Regions from separate parts of the Pan troglodytes genome. Here region 1 is linked to region 2. The links are chromatin contacts, called in public Hi-C maps. All regions are on one chromosome and are shown on one strand. The core of a region is the stretch at or near the end of the contact, and the rest is flanking DNA. Distances in the headings are between cores, read along the strand shown.

Region 1 (4,654 bases), core at 855-3,354, 380 kb before region 2:
TATGTCTGTGTCACTCCTTTCTTTGCAGTGACATGCCCTTGCAGAGGGTGATCTGTGTGGCCTCTCCTGGTGGCAAGGCATTCCATGGAAGTGGTTTACAAGAATACTATGAAGTATATCATGAAGACACATTTGAATTTCCATGTGATTATCACATGGAGATTCCTTTTCCTCAGTGGCCAAGATTATTGATATTTATTATTGCTTCCCACTCTTCAGTTTTCAGTTTATAGCTCCTAATATTTTTTTTTAAGAAATGTGTCTTAAAATCACTGAGTACAGCATTCCATTTACAACCCTTGTTACTTGGAAAAATTTGAAAAATAACTTGTTCTTGGTTCAATAATGCTGAGCAATTTACGGGTTTCTCATCCCTTTATAAGAATACTAGAAACAATTCATTTTTTTCTCAGTAAAAACAAGTTTTTCAGTTCAGTCATTGTGAATCCCATACTTGTTCTTCTCAGTGAAGATAATGGACTGAGATAACACCACTTTTCCTGAATGAGAATAAGAGAATCACAGGCAAGTTGCCATTGGATTACTACAGCTTTGATTTGGCTAGAGTTTTTGTAGCTCTCCTCCTTTATATATGATAATAAAAAATTTATGTTTTCTCATTTAAAAGTGTCTTTTAGCCAACTACCTGCTAAGAATCAGAATATAGGAGATTTAAATATCATGAAACAATTAGTGAATGCTGCAGACATTATGCATTACCTTCCTTTAGTCCTTGCTAATAGGACCACAGTATAATTCCTGGCAGCAATATGTCCAGTTTCAATGGAACACTTAGGATTCGTGTAAACATATTATGGCTTTCTGGCTCTCCTTTGCCAGATAATTGCTATCTCTGCCTCCTTGGAAGCTAGGGATAGAACTGGAATGTCAATGTCCTAAAGGAAAAATTCTCTAACTTGGCTGTTCCCACCCATATTGCTTCTTGCCTTGGGACCTTCAAGTGACAAGTCTGTGATAAAACACTGAATCCTTCGGAAGGCGGAGAAAAGGATAGTAGTTACTGAATTTTTGAAGACACATTTCAGCTGCTGAACCACCCATAGATTTTTTTACCTCTGGGTTTTTAAACAGTAAACCATGGATGTCTTTTAAAGTTGAAGCTACTGGCTGTTAGACTTTTTGTTATTTGTAGCCTAATGCACACTGACTGATGTAATAGAAGTGAACATCATATTTCCACATCTGTAACAGCCACAGACTCTAGCCCAGGGTAAGGACAAGTCTCTGTCAGATTATGAGGTGCTCCTCTACATTCTCTGCTTAAGTATGTGCCACCCATTTATTCATAAATTCAGCTTACATCCATTTGCTTTTAATATGGGTTCTTTTCTCTGCCATCTAGGATCTTCTGAGCATTTTGTTTAATATTTCCAGATAACAGTGAGTACTAGGTGAGCCTATTTCTATCCCAGCATTATAATGAATACTTTACTTTTCAGACTGTATGACTATCTCTTTGGTCTAAAGCAGTACTATCTAATAGAAATATAATGAGGGTGACATGTAATTTTTCTAAAAGGAGAAAAATACATGTACATTACAATACAACAGTAATATCTTATCCAATGCAATGGTTAGAGTGAAACGTAATCCTACCAAACAATAAAGTTGTGTTTAATGGAAAAAATATTTTGCATTGCTTCAGTTTTAAAATGAAAATTAAATAAAATTAAAATTGTAGTTCCTCCATTGCACCGGCCACATTTCAAGGGCTCAATAGCTACATGTGGCTATTGGCTACTGTATTAGATAGGTCAGACCTATTCTCTAAACTCCTTGAGGGCAGGAACTGTGTTCTATCTAGGTTTTACCTTAGTTACTGCTTCTTCTGGAACCCTTTTCAGGTACTCCAAGATGGGGTTAAGTGCACCTGTTATGTGCTCCTACAGCCCTCTGTGCTAACTTCTATGGTGGGGTGCTTATACAGCCTGTGTTGCAATTACTTATTTCCTTGCAATTACGTTCATTTTCTGAAGATCTGTGTCTGAATCTGTGCACTGGAGTCTGCCCTACTCCCTCAGTCTGGTTGGTGCTAGGGCCTGTCTCGGACTTGCTGAGTTTCTTCTGCCTCCATCAGCAACTGGTTGTATGATCAGCCTCACTGCAGAGGCAATGACTCCACTGGCTTCCTGAGCCTGGGCTCCCCCTGGAGTGCTTCATCATGGCTTATGCCTTATCTTGATTTACATGTTGTGGTCTCCTGATATAGACTGGCCCAAAACCATGCTTGTACAGTCTTGGGATTTCCTGTTTCACCTGCCAGACTAGATTTCCTCCCAAGGCAACCTCAATTTACAATTGTTTGGGTTGTAAGCGACAGGGCACTCCTCCAGGGGATATTTTCTTGTAGTGACTGTAGATGTGAATAGTTATTTTGACAACATTCCAGCAGATGGCAGTAAAGTGTTTTGAGCAAGGGTTACCTTTTTCTAATTTGCACAAGGTCCCCGAATAAACTAGCATCTGTGCTGCCAGTAGAGCCCACCTGTAAACCTAGCAGAAGATCTAGTTGCAGCTTCTTGCTCCTTTCCTCTCACCCCTTATCCTTGTAGTTAATCATACCTGGCCAGGTATAGAGAAGATGTAGTAAATTGGAAAAGCCTCATATTTGGGGAATGAGATACATTTCTTTAATCTCATTTCCTGTTGCCAAGCATCACAGGATACTGCTGCAGGGACCACCTCCAGCTTGCCTCAGTCTTTGTACTCTGCTTTCATTCCCTTTCTTTCTGTAATCATGTGTAGACAATGCCTACACTCTAGGATGATTCTGATTAAGCTGCTTGTATGGAGCATCAGTTTCTTTATGGGCACCAATTGTGTTTATCTCTACAGATTGGAGGAACATTCTGTACAGGATTTGTTTTTTAAGAAATCCATTTAAAACCATTAGAAGGAAAGAGCAGAGAAATGAAAGGGCACTATCTAGTGGTTCTAAGAGAAGGAAGGTGCTGAAATGCTTATGATGCTAATTTTCCTTTTAGTCTCAGTTGTCTGGAGTACAGGAATGGTATCTAACTGTTAGAGATGTGAGAGATCTATAAAGCTGTGAGCATCTCTCTCTGCGGAAGTCCATCATCAGGAAAAATGCATTTCTTTAATTACTGGCTCAATGAAGATGCATTTCAAAGTGCATTTGGGAAGGAGAATCTATAACCACCCTCCTGTAGGCCTATACTCCAGCCCTCAACTCGGTAGGTTCCAGGGAAGAAAGCACATCACAACATGTGGCATTCACTCAGTCTGTCCTGTTTCACAGAGCTGACTTTATCCCAGATAACCACCCCCTTCTCCCCACCTTTTCTGGAAATGCATTTCTGCTTAAGAGAGAAAACTCAGTCATTATCTGGTTTGGTTCCTTTGGGGTTGGACTATTACAGATTATTTTTTGATGGTTTGGGGGTCAACTTGATAGAGGGATACGGCATCATGACATACTGTTCAGGAGAACTGCCTGCTGATTTGGCATGGTGGAAATTTTCTCAACTTTCTTTCTAGAAGCTATGTAACAGATATGGCTAAGGTTAAAGGGAATTTGTCACATTGTGAGACATTTTATGGGTGTGAAATGGTTCTAGCATTGGTATTCATTGTCAAGTAGTTATGTAGCTTTGGAAATTTGTCCTTTTTGGATCCTGCTTCTCTTACATTAAATGTCAGATATGAAAGAGAAATTTCTGGAATTCTGACTTTGCATTCTATGTAATCTGGAACATATTTCCACTGCAAATATTGAACTTCTAAGAGGAAGAATAGCAAATGCCTACCTTGCCCATGATCAATTCCACTACTCTATTCTCTTGGTCTAGGCTTAGGTGTGGACTCAGAATCTTTCTCCACACAGTGCCTAGGAGGCCACTACCAATCACTTGAAGTTGACCTTAAAGGTGGAAGCTTCTTGCTGATCCTGGATGGTGAGAATTCAAGGTTCCACACTGTTCATCACATTGAGGTTTCCATTTTCTTATCAGCTTCTAAGGACAATTTGGTTTTCATGGCAACAGTTATCTTCACAGACTCACCAGGATAAACTCTCATATTCAATTTTCAACATATGTCAACGAATGAATATCTGAATGTGAAAACAAATGAAATGAAATGCAGCAAACAGTAACAATAAGGACAGAGGCTATATCAATATTAATGAATGATGTTTGTGCTATGCTATATGAAGTAGGAGAGAGAGAGGATTTATAAAAAATCTTAAATTTGGTCTGGAAGAACATCCTCACATCTCAGTATAGGGAAAAAAGTCCCGCTTGGCTAATAACATGTTAGCAGTTCATAGTCTCTTTTCTTCAGGGACAAGAACCACTATGTTCAAGGCCTTACATCCTATGTACATTTATGCTAATCCTTGAATCTTATTTAAATGCAGTATTATATAGTCAGTACTTATTCATGGTATCCATTTTCACTGGTGATTCTCAGACTTTATGGGTAACAGAATTTCCTAGGGAGTTTAAAAAAATATGATTTTGTGGGCCCCATCTCCACAGAGTTTGACTTAATAGATCTGAGGCGATGCCTAAGAATATGACTTTTAAAATCAAGTCCCTCATATTTCTTAGGTCATAATTTGCAAAATGGTCACCATGCTCAGGTGAAATATTTCTCTCTTGAGCCTAAAGTC
Region 2 (4,650 bases), core at 1,655-4,154:
ATTTAAAACAGTGATTGTATGTGGCCCCAAATTTAGTGATAGAGCCTCATTCAGGGTTGCTGAGGAATGTAGGAAAGGGAGGAGGTCGTGAAAGAATATTACTTCAGTTTATTTAATAGTTAAATTCAGAGACTGGGGGTAACAACAAAATTTTAAAAAACAAAATTAAAGACAAAACACAACACCAGAGTAGGTAGAAAATAATTATCTTTTCCAGCATAGTCCTAATTCTGTGAACCACTCTTGCCCATAGGGTAGGCTCAGTGAGATGAAATGAAATACACTCTTGCAGGCCCGTGAAGGAGGATTCTGAGCCTAACCCAATTCCTTGGGTGCCATGTCTTAAATGAGATTATAATAGTGGTAATATTTAGTATCACAGCTCTGCTCCTTGCCTTGGTCTTAATGATGCTGCCCAGGGCTTAACCTTTAATGAGTTTATTTTTACTTCAGGAAAATGTCCTTGCCCAGCTAATTGTGTCTTTCCTAACTCGATTATATCTGGTCTCTCATGGGATAACTTAAAAAGTTAAAAACATATCCGTGGTATTGTTCATATTTTTTTTCTTTCGGAGCCAGTTTTCAAAACTCCACAAAGTGAATAAATACAACTTAAGCTCTTTGGAAATTCCTTGTCAGGAGAGTTTGAAAAAAAAGTGTCTTTAATTGACTATGGGACATGCAAGTTCAATTTAATTTCAGAGTGTAATGAAGTTAAGCTTTGCATGATTTTATCTTATTAATTTCTTTTGGGTTTGTGGTTTTTTTTAAAAAGTGAGGATGGAAAAATAAAAGCTTCCAAGTAATCACTTTTCTTGGTGAAATTTGACTTATGGATGGCATTTGCAGTAATACCACATTAACAGAATATGATATACCACCTGATATACATTGAGGTGTCCTAATTCAGCTGATTATTTGATCAGGCTGAGAAGAGAAGAAGAAGTCACTCCTTGCTTGCTTCTAAACACTTGCCTAGTTGAGAAAAAGTTGGAAGGTTGAAACACTTCCTTTCTGGACTCTCAAGTATCACAAAAAACTATCATATCAGACTCAAAGATCACTTCTTCCAGGAGGCTTTTTTTCTCATCACCACCTCATAAACTAGGCTGGATGATGTTCCTAGGTGTTAATTTTCATAACACTGTAGGTATACATTTAACATCAGACTTAGACCATTTTTTGTGTTTGTAATGATCTGATTTTATATGTCCCCTAACTCTGTTATGGTGTGATATACTTAAGGGTAGAAACAATATCCTATTTATCTTCCCATTGTCTTGTACAGGTCATGAAACAGAGTAGGCCCCTGGTGGTGACTGAATGAGCATTGCCTGCATCTCCACACATACATCTTAATTGGCAGATACTTGTGAGTGAGGCCTTTGAAGAGTGTTCATTTCATAATTACGGCACAGGTTCAATGATAGAGCACCTGAGGTCCTATGTCCCATAATTGGCTATTTGCGGGTGTTATAGACTGAATGTGTTCCCCCTCCCAAATACATATGTTGAAGTCCTAACCCCCAAAGTGATGGTATTTGAAGATAAGGCCTCTGAGGAGGTTATAAATGTTAAAGGAGGTCATAAGGGTGGGACCCTAATCTGATAGGGCTGGTGCCCTTGTAAGAAAGAAAGAGCCACCAGAGGTCTCTTTCTCAGTCATTTGAGGACATAGCAAGAGAGCAGTTGTCTGCAAACCAGGAAGAGAACCCTCACTGGGAACCAAATTGGTGGGTACCTATATCTTGTACTTGCCAGCCTCCAGAGTATGGGTAAATTTAAACCACCCAGTCTGTGGTATTTTATTATGGCAATTTGAGCTGAGTAATGCATGGGGTAATTTTATTCACTGAGCGCACTGGTAGACAGGCCTCTACACAGCTCATTCAGTGAGTTTTGATGTAAAAGGCATCGATGTGTTATATCTGAGCAGGATAGCTTATATATCTCAGAACATCTACCTTAGTGTTAGTGCACGATTACCAACCAGATTGCCATTGCTAGATGGAGGATAATACTTAACCCAGCCTTGTGTATCTATTGTATTTAAAGTGTCAGTAAAGTTTATAACTAGAGTTTCTCATTTCCGTGGTCCTAGTTCCTGCAGAATAGATGAAAACATGTAATGAGCTGTCCTGAGTGTTAGCCTCTTCTGGGATGTACATTTGGCAAGCTTGCAATACAATGTAAATGCAGTTTCTGGTAGAGTCTCTAGCGAACCCTTTTGGCCACACTCTGGGAGTTCTCTGTGACAAAATGAACTGGTTAGTCTGGATTAGTCAGTGCTGTAAACCAGTCACCACGATGGTCCCTTCATGCTTCAAAAATCATGGAAAGAGCCCCAGTAAATTGGAGATTTCCTGTACTGCCTTTACCCAGAAGCCACCTCTTGCCAGAGTTCAGGGCCCCTTACTCAGAAAATATTAAATCTGAGAAAAGATTGAAGGTAGGTCATTGCAAATCATGAGGGGTGTGAAGTATTCTGCTTTGAGCCCATCCCTCCTTGACAAATAAAAAACGCCAAGAAAGATGTGCTTGATGGGGCCAGCATCTCAATCTAGAATTCAGACTTTCATAGCTGAAGAATATCAAAGCCACTGTGACCTATGGAGTTTATACAGCATGGGGTAAAGCTGAAGCGAAGACATGTCTAGAGGTTGCAGGTGACTGGCCCTATCAGGAGTAAATAGAAACCATTCTGCCCTTTCCAGAGAAAGAGAGAACAGTCTGCTGGTTGAAGGCAAAGCATTGTTACTTTTGCAAAGAAAGTTAAACTTGCCAACGTCATTAGATGAAAAGACTACGTGCGTATTATTCTAACCACAAAGCAATGGCAGTGAGAGGAAGGCTCCTGCAGCTGCTTGAGTGAGCCACAGTGGCACTGATGCTCTTTGAGTGGGAGGTTTCTGTTCATTTGCAAATGCGATGACATTTTCAGCTTTTTGTACCAGGAACAGAAGCACCTTGGGAAGCTTGTGGTTGAATGCATTCTCCCTAGAGAGCAGCAAATTAGGTTAAATTCATTTACTGATGGAGGGTCCAGGGGAAGGGGGACCCTGGGGAGGAGGGGGCAGATGGTGTGTGGCAGTGACTTATTCTAGTTTGAATTGACTTAGAAAAAATGTATTTATTTGCTTCCTTTCTCCAACCTTCATCATTTCCTCCAAAGACTGCAAGCATAGACTTATACAACATGTCCTCTTTGCAGAAAGCTGTGAGGTGGTTGTGTGCTCTTGACCTGAGCGAGCAGGCCCAGAATCAATGAATGTGTGTGTAATTAAACTCCGGGGGATGAGACACCCGACTTCATCCCAATTAGAGATTCAATTCAACAGCAAGTTTGATAAAAAGGGAGGTCGGTAGTGACCAAACTAACCCTGCTACGTCGTTAACGAGGCTGAAGATGATTCCAAAATGGCTTAATGTGGCAGAAGTCTTCTCACAAGATGGCTATGATTCAAATAACCTTGGACAGCTGTGATGGAAGAGCAAATAAATAGCTCCTTTTACAAAAAAAAACTCTTGTCATCTCCTCTAGCCAAAGATATTAGAGCCCAGAGGAACCTTATTTGGTGCTGAGTCCACCCTTTCAATTTCCAAAAAGAGAAAAGAACTCTGATAAGTTAAATGACATGGAATTGGAGATGTCAACTGAAGAATCATGAGGTTCATAAATGTGGAAACGAGAGCTTTATTTCTCATAAAGCGTTGCAACCTGCATGGTGGCCATTCTGACAGACTGGGAAGCATAGCCTCTGGCCAGGAGCCAAAAACAGACTCTTCAAGGGAGGAGAAAAGGGAACAGGAATGTGTGCTGAGGTGGCCACATTTACATATTTAGTAAGCTATAAGAGGAGTCATAAATATTTTTAAAAGGAGAAACACACACATTCACAATTGAGCTTCATGATTCTCCAGGGGACCCATGTTCAAAATACAGCCTCGTTAGCGTGACCCGAGGGTGGTGTTTTCAGCCCTCTGATGACAAATGTGAAGCACAGGACACAAAAACCCCTAATGTACACCCTCCATAGACTGGCCAGAACCACTTCATAGTCAGTGGTCTCTTATCAGGAAGAAATGCTGGTCAGTTGTTTTGTTAAAACCACAAAAGGGAGGGGCAGTCATTACTGGTCAGTTGATATCAGTGGTAGAGTCTCTGTAAAGGGCTGGTTTCTGTTTGGTCCTTAGGGAAGAAAGCTTAATGGTGATTATCAAGGGTGGGGATATTACAAGGAATGTCTGACCTCACATACTGTCATGACTGAGAACTCAGTTTTCAAGATTACTCTGAGGTCCCCTTGGCCAAGAGGGGTTCTGTTCAGTCAGTTGGCGGATTTGGGATTTCATTTTTATTTCTCAGAGGCTTTTATTAATATGTTTCTCTGTGCTTTGATGCTTATGCCTCTCACTCTGTAATTCTGAACCCAACCATTGCCCTATAGGCGGTGTCTACAAACCAGGGGTCATCCAACAGTAACAATAAGAATATTTCCAAGTGCTGACGGAAAGAGCTCTAGATTTTTTTTGTCAACTCACTAGCAGATATTTGACTCACTGGAAGATTTTCTGCTGGGATAGAATATTTCACCTCTCTCAATAGCAGAGTTTTCATCTGCAAAATAAAGCAATAAACAACTAACCAAA

Evidence for each region. Hi-C and Micro-C count contacts between places; a contact is called where the count stands out from the background.
Region 1: a Hi-C map of induced pluripotent stem cells shows a contact between it and region 2, with 4 times the contacts expected there. The contact joins two enhancer-like sites. A contact is called at or near these places in 2 of 7 Hi-C or Micro-C datasets (both in induced pluripotent stem cells).

What each region holds. Positions count from the first base shown.
Region 1 is chr2:135,428,456-135,433,109 of NHGRI_mPanTro3-v2.0_pri, reverse strand. All of the region lies in intron 2 of CPNE4 (copine 4), which reads left to right. Among named protein-coding and RNA genes, the nearest start is that of TRNAC-GCA, 49 kb to the left of the region's middle. Within about 2 kb of position 2,104, at least 1 of the 24 cell types and tissues checked has an H3K27ac peak or open chromatin away from gene starts, as enhancers often do. A contact at or near this core is called in induced pluripotent stem cells, where this site is marked.
Region 2 is chr2:135,048,770-135,053,419 of NHGRI_mPanTro3-v2.0_pri, reverse strand. All of the region lies in intron 4 of CPNE4 (copine 4), which reads left to right. Among named protein-coding and RNA genes, the nearest start is that of MRPL3, 300 kb to the right of the region's middle. Within about 2 kb of position 2,904, at least 4 of the 24 cell types and tissues checked have an H3K27ac peak or open chromatin away from gene starts, as enhancers often do. A contact at or near this core is called in induced pluripotent stem cells, where this site is marked.